Regions from separate parts of the Sus scrofa genome. Here all the other regions are linked to region 3. The links are chromatin contacts, called in public promoter capture Hi-C maps. All regions are on one chromosome and are shown on one strand. Each heading gives the region's core, a stretch centred on a gene start, on an enhancer-like site or on the middle of the called end of the contact. The rest is flanking DNA. Distances are from core to core; before and after follow the strand shown. Region 1 holds the start of IL6R (interleukin 6 receptor). Region 2 holds the start of TPM3 (tropomyosin 3). Region 3 holds the start of PMVK (phosphomevalonate kinase).

Region 1 (2,721 bases), core at 97-2,596, 520 kb before region 3:
ATTGCAGAAACCCTATTTCTTCAGGCCGGATCCTATCCCCTGGGGGCTTCCACCAAACCATGCCCACTCCTGCTGCCCCAGGAGCCTTGGTCCTGGTCCTGAAGCCCAAAGTGGAAAAGCACATCTTCATAGGCACTTGCTGGGCCAGAAACTTCTCAGCCTAGACCTTATTTCAGTAATTTTCATTCCTTCCAAACTCAGCTCTGAGGCCACCTGTCAGATTCAGGGTCCCTGGGGAACCTTGGTGGGCCCTTTAAAGAGATGGTTGTGGTTGCTTCTGAAAGCCAAGTACCAGTTTCTATCTATCACATCAGGAGGGTGGACGTGCCTGTTTTGACATCGATGGAGCACCTGTGGTCTGGACCCTGTGTCAAGTGTGTAGATCTTTATAACCATGGTATCTTCATAACCATCCTGATATTGACTTTCTTATCTCTCTCTGACATAAGAGGAAACAGAAACTCAAAAGATTTCACACAGCTGTCACAGAAGGTGGAGGTCTGGAGGGGATACTTCCATTTGGAAGCTTCCAGAGCCCAAATCTGTCCCTGGCCTGTGCTGCAGGGAACACAGGCACGGAGAAAGGATGAACCTTTACTCTATCGAGGATCTCGATGCCCGAGCCTCATCCCAGATCCATTAAGTCAGAATCAAATCCATTAAATCTCTGGGCGTGAAGCGATACATCGGTGGCTTTGGGGGCTCCCCGAGTGATTCCGAGGGGGCAGAAAGGGCTGCCAATCGCTGCTTTACTCTAACAGTAAGAGGCACATCGCCTCCTCCAGGCTCTCCAGGTGCTCCTTTCACAGAGTAATCCTGGTCACGAAACCAAAAATCAAAACCGAGCTGGTGGCGTCTAATTCTCCTGTTCTCATCAATAGAAGGAGAGGGAGGGAGAGTTCGCCCCCGCTGGGCTCGGGGCTCAGGGCCTCGCGGCTCAGGTGCGGCGCTGCGGCCGGAAGCCACCCCCTCCGCTCGGCCGGTGCGCGGGGCTGTTGCGCCATCCGCTCCGGCTTTCGTAACAGCACTCTGGGCCGGCCGAGAGACGACTCCAGCGCGAGTTCCTCAAATGTTTTCCTGCGTTGCCAGGACCGTCCGCTGCTCTGAGTCATGTGCAAGTGGGAAGTCGCACTGACAAGGAGCCCAGCCAGAGGGAGCCGAGTCGAGTGCGGCGCGGGGCTCGGGGACTAGCCTTGCGTGCTGAGCGCGGGCCCCCCGGGGATGGGGGCTGCCCTCGGGGCTTGAGCCCGCCCGCCGCCCCGCCCCGGCCGCCCGGCCGCCCGGCCGCCCGCCCGCCTGCCTGGCTGCCTCTCTGGGATCATGGGGCATTAGCTGAGGAGGAAGCATGCTGGCCGTCCGCTGCGCGCTTCTGACCGCTCTGCTTGCCGCGCCCGGGATGGCGCTGGCCCCGAGGGGCTGCTCCAAACTGGGTAAGGGCTTCGGGCGCACCTGAAGGGCTTGGACAGCTGGTGGGTGGGGGAACCTCTGCGGCTGCCGCAGACTCAGGGCAGCGGAGGGAGGCAGGAGGGGTGACGGCCCCCCCTGGTCGGGGCTAGTTTGGGTCCCCGCGGCACAAGGTGCGGTCCCGGGCTGCCCCGGCTGTCCGGTGGCGGCCCCTCGCTCGCGCGCCCCCTGCTGCGTCCTGCGCCTTTGGCCGGGCGCGCTCTCCCCGTGACGGCTCTGTGGCCGGGAAGCTCCCTGCGGTCTGCGTCCAGGACAAGGTGTGTTCTCGTATGTCCTTCCCAGGGCCCCCGGGAATCCTTACACAGCTGTCCCGGGTTACTTTAAGAGGCGATGCCCTAGCGGAGTGGAGTTCTTGCCCGGGGCGTCCTTGGTACCAGCGCCCCGTTTGCCCCTCAGCTTTGGGGAAGGCACTCCTCCTGGCTCTCCCCTCCGCCCCCTGGGTTCATGTGTGGATGACAGTGCCTTGACTGTGAAGGGACTGATTTCATGGGCTCTGAGTCACGGACTCTCCCGCTGCCTTGTTGCCGGCACTCGCTTAGGCAGACACGAGCTCTAGCAAGCTGGATGCCTACCCCCTGAGAATTGAGGCCAAGTGGGGAGGCTGGCCAGGGATTGGGGCGGCTTGAGGCTGGCACACACTGGACTCCACTGCCAGACCACAGGAGGGGGAGGCAGGGGGACAGGGGGCACTTGTTGCTCCTGCGGACTGTAATCCGCCTCTGGCCGGCAGTCCTTTCTCTGGGCTCTGGCGGCATGCCCAGCTGCGTGTCTAGTCGCTCCTCTGGAGGAGCCGGGCAACTGTTTGTCCAGAGGTTTATTTTAGGGTCTGAGGGCTTCTTTGAGGACACAGTGGAAAACCATGCGGGCAGCCGGCAGGCTTCTGGGAACGGATTGCTGGCGAGGTGGGGGCTCTGGCTTTCACTGCTAGAAGGCACTGCTAGACCCCACGGTGCTCCTGCCCCAATGAACACCCACCCTCTGCCTGTCTCTCACTCCCTGCTGCAGAGAGCTAGAGGCTGATGTGCCTGCAGCTCTCTGCTTTCTGAATGGTTGTGTTCCTTGGCTTTGGAAGAGGAAGGTGAAGGGATTCTTTTTCTTGGCACACATTTATAACTCCTGTGGGTAGTAGCCATTGTTGATGGAGGCCTCTGGTGCTTGACATGAGTTTTCTAATCCTTCACCACGGGATCTAAATCTTACTTGGTTCCAAAGAAGAGACTGAGGGTCACAGAGGTTGGGATAGGAGGTTGTCAGGCT
Region 2 (2,866 bases), core at 75-2,574, 690 kb before region 3:
ACAAATCGCCCTTCTAAACAGAAAGTGGTTTCAAGAATCACCCCTCGGCTCATTAACATTTTATGTTCCATCTTTCAGTAGAACAAATATTTACTGAACTTAAACAAAACAAAACACTGTAGTGGATAATTGGGAAAGGAGCAGAGTAACATCACTAGAGACCCCCGGGAATTCATTATTTGGAACTCGGTATCTTGACTCCATCAACCACGCGAACTAGAAACCTTGACAGAAATTGGCACCCCATCAGATTCTCTGCAACATACACTCGCTTATCAGCTCTGCTTGGACGAAGTGTTCTTAACCTGGTCAGCTAGCACTCTTCACACTTCAGCAATAAACGCCTGAATCTGGCATAAGTTCCTGCCTTCCAGGTCATCGTGGAAGCTAGGCAAGTTTTTGTTGATACCTACATTTGCACTAACAGAAGGAGTGAAGTACCATCTCCTCCCCTCCCTCTTCACGTCGACAGAGAGAATGGGTTCAGCAGTTGCAAGGGCTCCCCGTAAGAGGAAAGGGCCCCAGGCCGGAGGATGGGAGGCGGTGCTGTGGCCTCAACCTCCTCCAGGGAGGGCACCGCGCTTCCTCTCGGCCGACTGCTGCCTCATTTCCTGAGCAGGAGGAGGGAGCGGAAAAGCTACCAGCAGGCTAGGCTGGGGGCTTTCCGGCGGGTCCCACCCTCAACCCCCACCCTTTCACCTTAAATTCGGCTCTGCCCCTCCCAGACTGGAGAGGCAGCCACCTACTCTCACCCTTGAGGCCGGAAACCCCAACGAGAGCAAAATCCCCCCCGCCCTCGACGGGGAAGTGGGGGAGGGAGAGGCCGCTTGAGCCCCTCCCCCGGCCGCGCCCGGCTCAGAGCGACTGAATGAATGAGCTGGGAGAAAGGAGGAAAACCACTCCTCAGGCCCGCGAGGCTCAATTCCTTCAAAGGTCACGCCTGTTCGCTCGAGCACCCCGTTCCCCCCTCACCCGCTAGATGTCCAAAGAAGCTGAGCCCCACCCAACCTCCGGGCTCCAACTTCATCACCAAGTATGCTGGCCCTCTAAGGACCGTGCTCGTTCGCAAATATGGGACCTAGTTCGGGGTCCCATCTGCTCCAGCGCCTGCCATTCCCTCACTCGCCTCGCCCTCTCCGTACCTGTTCCCGGGCCCGCCTTTCCCCCTCCACTTCCCGCTGGAGGCGCTCGGCCCTCTCCTCTGCATCATCGGCCTGCTGCTGCAGAACCTGGATCTTGCGCTTCACCGCCTCGATGGTGGTGATTCCAGCCATGGTGCCCACCCAGCTCCTGCTCGCAATCGGGTTCCTGCCTTCTCCGCTCGGCGCTGCAGCCGCTTCTCACCCCTACTTCCGCCTGCTCCGCCCTGAAATACCGGAACTCGCCCACCCGCCCGGACGTGACGCCACCACCGCCGCGCCCTCCCACCGCCAGGCAGGCGGGAAGGCTGTCCACTGGAGGGAGACCAGCCGCGGGGAGCGAAGGGCGGGACCGCTCAGTCGCCCGGGGCGACCGCTCCCAGCATTTTCCTCCAGCAGGCAAAGGGGGGCGGGGTTGGAAAGAGGGAGGGCTACCATGGTAACCGGAAGGCGCGTGGTGATTAAACCTCTCCAGCCGCGGGGCTGGCTGTCCACAATGGTTGGCCTGTGAGGCCCCTTACACACTCGCAGTTGACCCCTCACTTCCCCAGAGCTGATCGGCCACTACTTACCCAGCTGATCCACCACCACTTACCCGCTAGGGCACCCTGTGTACCTCTCCACCATATACCCCATAAAGGCTTCCAAACAGGTACTAAGAAAAAACCTGGTCTTTCTGTGCCTCATCTTCAAAAGAGCCCAGATATCCAGTCTCCTTTCAAAGGCTGCTCAGGTAGGTTCTTTCCCATTTCCTAAAAGTCGATGAAGGGGATTAATGGGGGATGAAGAGATGGGCAGGTTGACAACGCTATCTATTTGGCATCAAGTTTTTTTTTTGTTTTGTTTTTTGTTTTTGTCTTTTTGCCTTTTCTAGGGCCGGTCTCACAGCATATGGAGGTTCCGAGGCTAGGGGTCGAATCGGAGCTATAGCCGCCGGCCTACGCCAGAACCACAGCAACGCTGGATCCGAGCCGCGTCTGAAACCTACACCACAGCTCTCGGCAACGCTGGATCCTTAACCCACTGAGCAAGGTCAGGGACTGAACCCACAACCTCATGGTTCCTAGTCGGATTCGTTAACCACTGCGCCACAAGGGGAACTCCATCTGTTTGGCATCAGTTTTGAACATAAGTGTTCTATTTAAAATACAGGTGTTAAGTTTTCCTCATGGCTCCTAGTCGGATCCTTAATCCGACTAGTATCCGTGAGGATGCGAGTTCTATCCCTGGCCTCGCTCAGTGGGTTAAGTGATCTGCCTTGCCGTCACAGACACGGCAGGGACTGGGTGCTGTTGCGCCTCTGGCGAAGGCTGGCAGCTATAGCTCTGATTGGACCCCTATCCTGGGAACTTCCATATGCCACAGGTGCAGCCCTGAAAAGCAAAAGTTAAAGCATAAAGTACTGGTCTTTTTCCCTGTTACTTTTGAGAGTCAGTAGACACCAGTGATTTACCAACCGGCCGGATTCTCCAGACCTTGAATGATTCAGGACCTGGTAATTAATCATCACTTTACAATTCCTTTTGTAGGTGGGGAAGGTATTTTATGCCCCATTTTATTAGGAAAGTATCCTCTGTTAGGGACTACTGTTACCAGATCCTTTGTGCAACAGCAAGATGTGACTACCTGAAAAACTATAGTCCTGTGGAACCCAACCTCCGTTCTGTGTCATAACTTTCACCAATTTCACTGCCACTTCTGCTTCCAGGTCCTCCAAGGCATCATTT
Region 3 (2,709 bases), core at 140-2,639:
AGAAACAAAACTTAGGAGAAAGTGGCAGACACTTAGTGGTGAACGATTCAGGTGGCAAACTCTGCCCTGGGCTTTTCCACAACCTCTTAGAACCCCCATGGTGCCCCAAAGCAACCTCCTGGTACCCCCACCACACTGGCCCTCAAGAGGACCTGGCTTCTGTGCTCTCCAGGGCCGCATCTCAGCAAAAGTGCTCCCACACCGAACATCTTACTTGGAGAGAAAACCTGAGCAAAAGGTATTATCTGGAGAAGCAGTGGGATAAAGCAGAAGGAATTCATTCCTTGGAGCTAGACTAAAGCTGAATTTGAGTCCTGGATCTGCCAATTACTTTGTGCTCCTGGCAAGTCTGGGTCTGGGTTTTGGGGTTTGCTTGCTTGTTTGTTTTTTTGCCATTTCTTGGGCTGCTCCCACAGTACATGGAGGCTAGGGGTCTAATCGGAGCTGTAGCTGCCAGCCTACGCCACAGCCACAGCAACGGGAGATCCGAGCCTCCTCTGTGACCTACACCACAGCTCACAGCAACACCAGATCCTTAACCCACTGAGCGAGGCCAGGGATCGAACGCGCAGCCTCATGGTTCCTAGTCAGATTCGTTAACCGCTGTGCCACAACGGGAACTCCTGTTTTGTTTTGTTTTGTTTTTTAACTTTTCAGAGTGTGGGTTTCTTCATTTGTGAAACGGAGATACTGACGAATAAGACCACACAGTACCTAACAAAGAAATTTTGAGAATTAAATTATATATCCATACAGTATTTGGCACACAATAAAGGCTCAAATAAACCCCAGGTCCTAGGTGATTGTGGGGCAAAGATTTGTCTTTGGAGTCAGACACACTGGGGTGTGGGCTGAGAAAATTCCTTTATTTGTGACTCAATTTCCTCATCTGTAACAGTTACCTGGCAACACTGTCTGGAAGACTGGGAGTGGTTTATAAAAAGTGCCTTTTTTATAACTTCTTTATGCTTCTTGGAGAGACCTAACAGCTTACAGCTTCTGGAGAGGTGGGCCCCTGGTTCTTTGAGGAGGGCTGTGTGTAGATTCTCTTCAACGTGATGGTGACAATCCTGCACCTCTCGCCGCCCAGGGCTCCCCCTGCCCAGCAACATGAGGACCCCCTACGCAAAGTACACTCTATCACACCCAAACACACCCCTCGTGTCACGTGACTGGGGATCTCCCCGGTCCTCCTCCGTCCCGGCCCCACGGACACCTGCTCTGCAGCGCCTCGGTCACGAAGTCCTTCCCGGATTTCCTCTTCCCGCTGAAAAGCAGCACCAACCGCGGGACGCTTCCCAGGGGTGCCATGGGGCCGCTACGCTTTGCGATCCCTACAGCGGATCCTGAACCCTTACCCCTTAAATCGAGCCACCCGGCACAGAATGGACGCGGCCACTGGATGGAGCGGCAACAAGAAGGGGTTCCGCCCGCCCGTCTTCTCCATGGCCGTGGAGAGGATGGTCAACCTGCACAAGTGCTTCTGTGCCTTTACACTAAAGCCTACATAAATGGACTGTGGAGAGAAAGAAGGTTAAGTCCCTGGGCAGCTTTCTCCCCTAAAGAAGCTCCCCTGCCAGAACTCATTTGGAACAGTCCAACCCGCCCAGACTCTAACGTCACGGCCTCGCCTTCTGAGCTGACGCTCGTGACACGTGAGGGGGCGGGAATTGGACGCGACTATTTTCCTCCGAGGAGGAGTGACATCTTAAAATGTCCGAAGTGACCCTCACGCTGTCTTCCACACCGTCCTAAAAAATTGTGAAAAAAAAGAATAAACGTGTTCATATTGCAGACGTTTTCAAAACTGCCTTTTTATCTGTGCATTTTAATGTACGTGTAAAGCCAATCCTTATATGCCCCACAGTGAAAATGGGTGTTTCTGGAGACGAAACCTGGCGAGGACTCGAGAGGTGTGTCTGGTGACGTCATGCTGGGGGTGGGACTTAGTCAAAAGACCTGATTTTATTGTTAAGCCGGTTTGAAAACCGGAGGGGTCGATGTGTTCGACCCTTTAAGGCCCGCGAGAAAATTCTCATCGCTTTTCTAGCCGCATCCTTCACTCCAAAGATTTTCGGAATCCACAGAGCTTGGAATGACTATAGAATAAGTTAAAAGGGGGCTTTGAAGCCACTTCTGGAAATTACCTAGTTTTATGTGGAGTCCAGCTCTCAGCCAGGAGTTCTAGGGGGAAAAATAAGGGATGCTGATCTGTCCCTTCCCTGAATTCCCAGTCCTGCCTCTGCTCCCAGCGGTTGACAGCCAGCCCGTTAAGCAATCAGAATTTCTTTTTTTTGTTTTATGTATTTAATTATTTTGCTTTTTAGAGCCGCACCGGGGCATATGGAAGTTCCCAGGCTAGGAGTGGAAGCAGAGCTGTAGCTACCTGCCTACACCACATCCCCAGCAATGCTGGGTCTGCGACCTACACCGCAGCTCGTGGCAACGCCAGATCCTTAACCCACTGAGCGAGGCCAGGAATCGTGGCCTCATGGATACTAGTCGGATTCGTTTCCGCTGAGCCACAAGGTGAACTCCTGCAAGTGGAGTTTCTTTAGCTCTGGCTCTGTCACAGCTGTCCGGTAGTTCTCTGAGCTTGTCAACACAGGGCCTGCGACCCATTACTGCCTCCATCTTACAAGCTATAAGGTCATGTGCAGAGAAATGAGATGGAAAGACCTTCTTTGAGAGAAACCATTAATTCACTGA

The links. Promoter capture Hi-C pulls out the DNA fragments that hold promoters and counts their contacts.
Region 1: a contact with region 3 is called in a promoter capture Hi-C map of liver, with 3 times the contacts expected there. The contact joins the promoter of IL6R here to the promoter of PMVK in region 3. A contact is called at or near these places in 1 of 5 promoter capture datasets (liver) and 2 of 2 datasets of contacts at active chromatin or transcription factors (alveolar macrophages and skeletal muscle).
Region 2: a promoter capture Hi-C map of liver shows a contact between it and region 3, with 2.3 times the contacts expected there. The contact joins the promoter of TPM3 here to the promoter of PMVK in region 3.

What each region holds. Positions count from the first base shown.
Region 1 is chr4:95,379,692-95,382,412 of Sscrofa11.1, reverse strand. It overlaps IL6R (interleukin 6 receptor), which reads left to right and starts at 1,346. Exons shown (of 10, transcript NM_214403.1): 1 at 1,346-1,430. The coding sequence starts at 1,346.
Region 2 is chr4:95,548,285-95,551,150 of Sscrofa11.1, reverse strand. TPM3 (tropomyosin 3) reads right to left here and starts at 1,324. Exons shown (of 8, transcript NM_001001632.1): 1 at 1,143-1,324. The coding sequence starts at 1,274.
Region 3 is chr4:94,860,348-94,863,056 of Sscrofa11.1, reverse strand. It overlaps PMVK (phosphomevalonate kinase), which reads right to left and starts at 1,389. Exons shown (of 5, transcript NM_001168416.1): 1 at 1,217-1,389. The coding sequence starts at 1,311.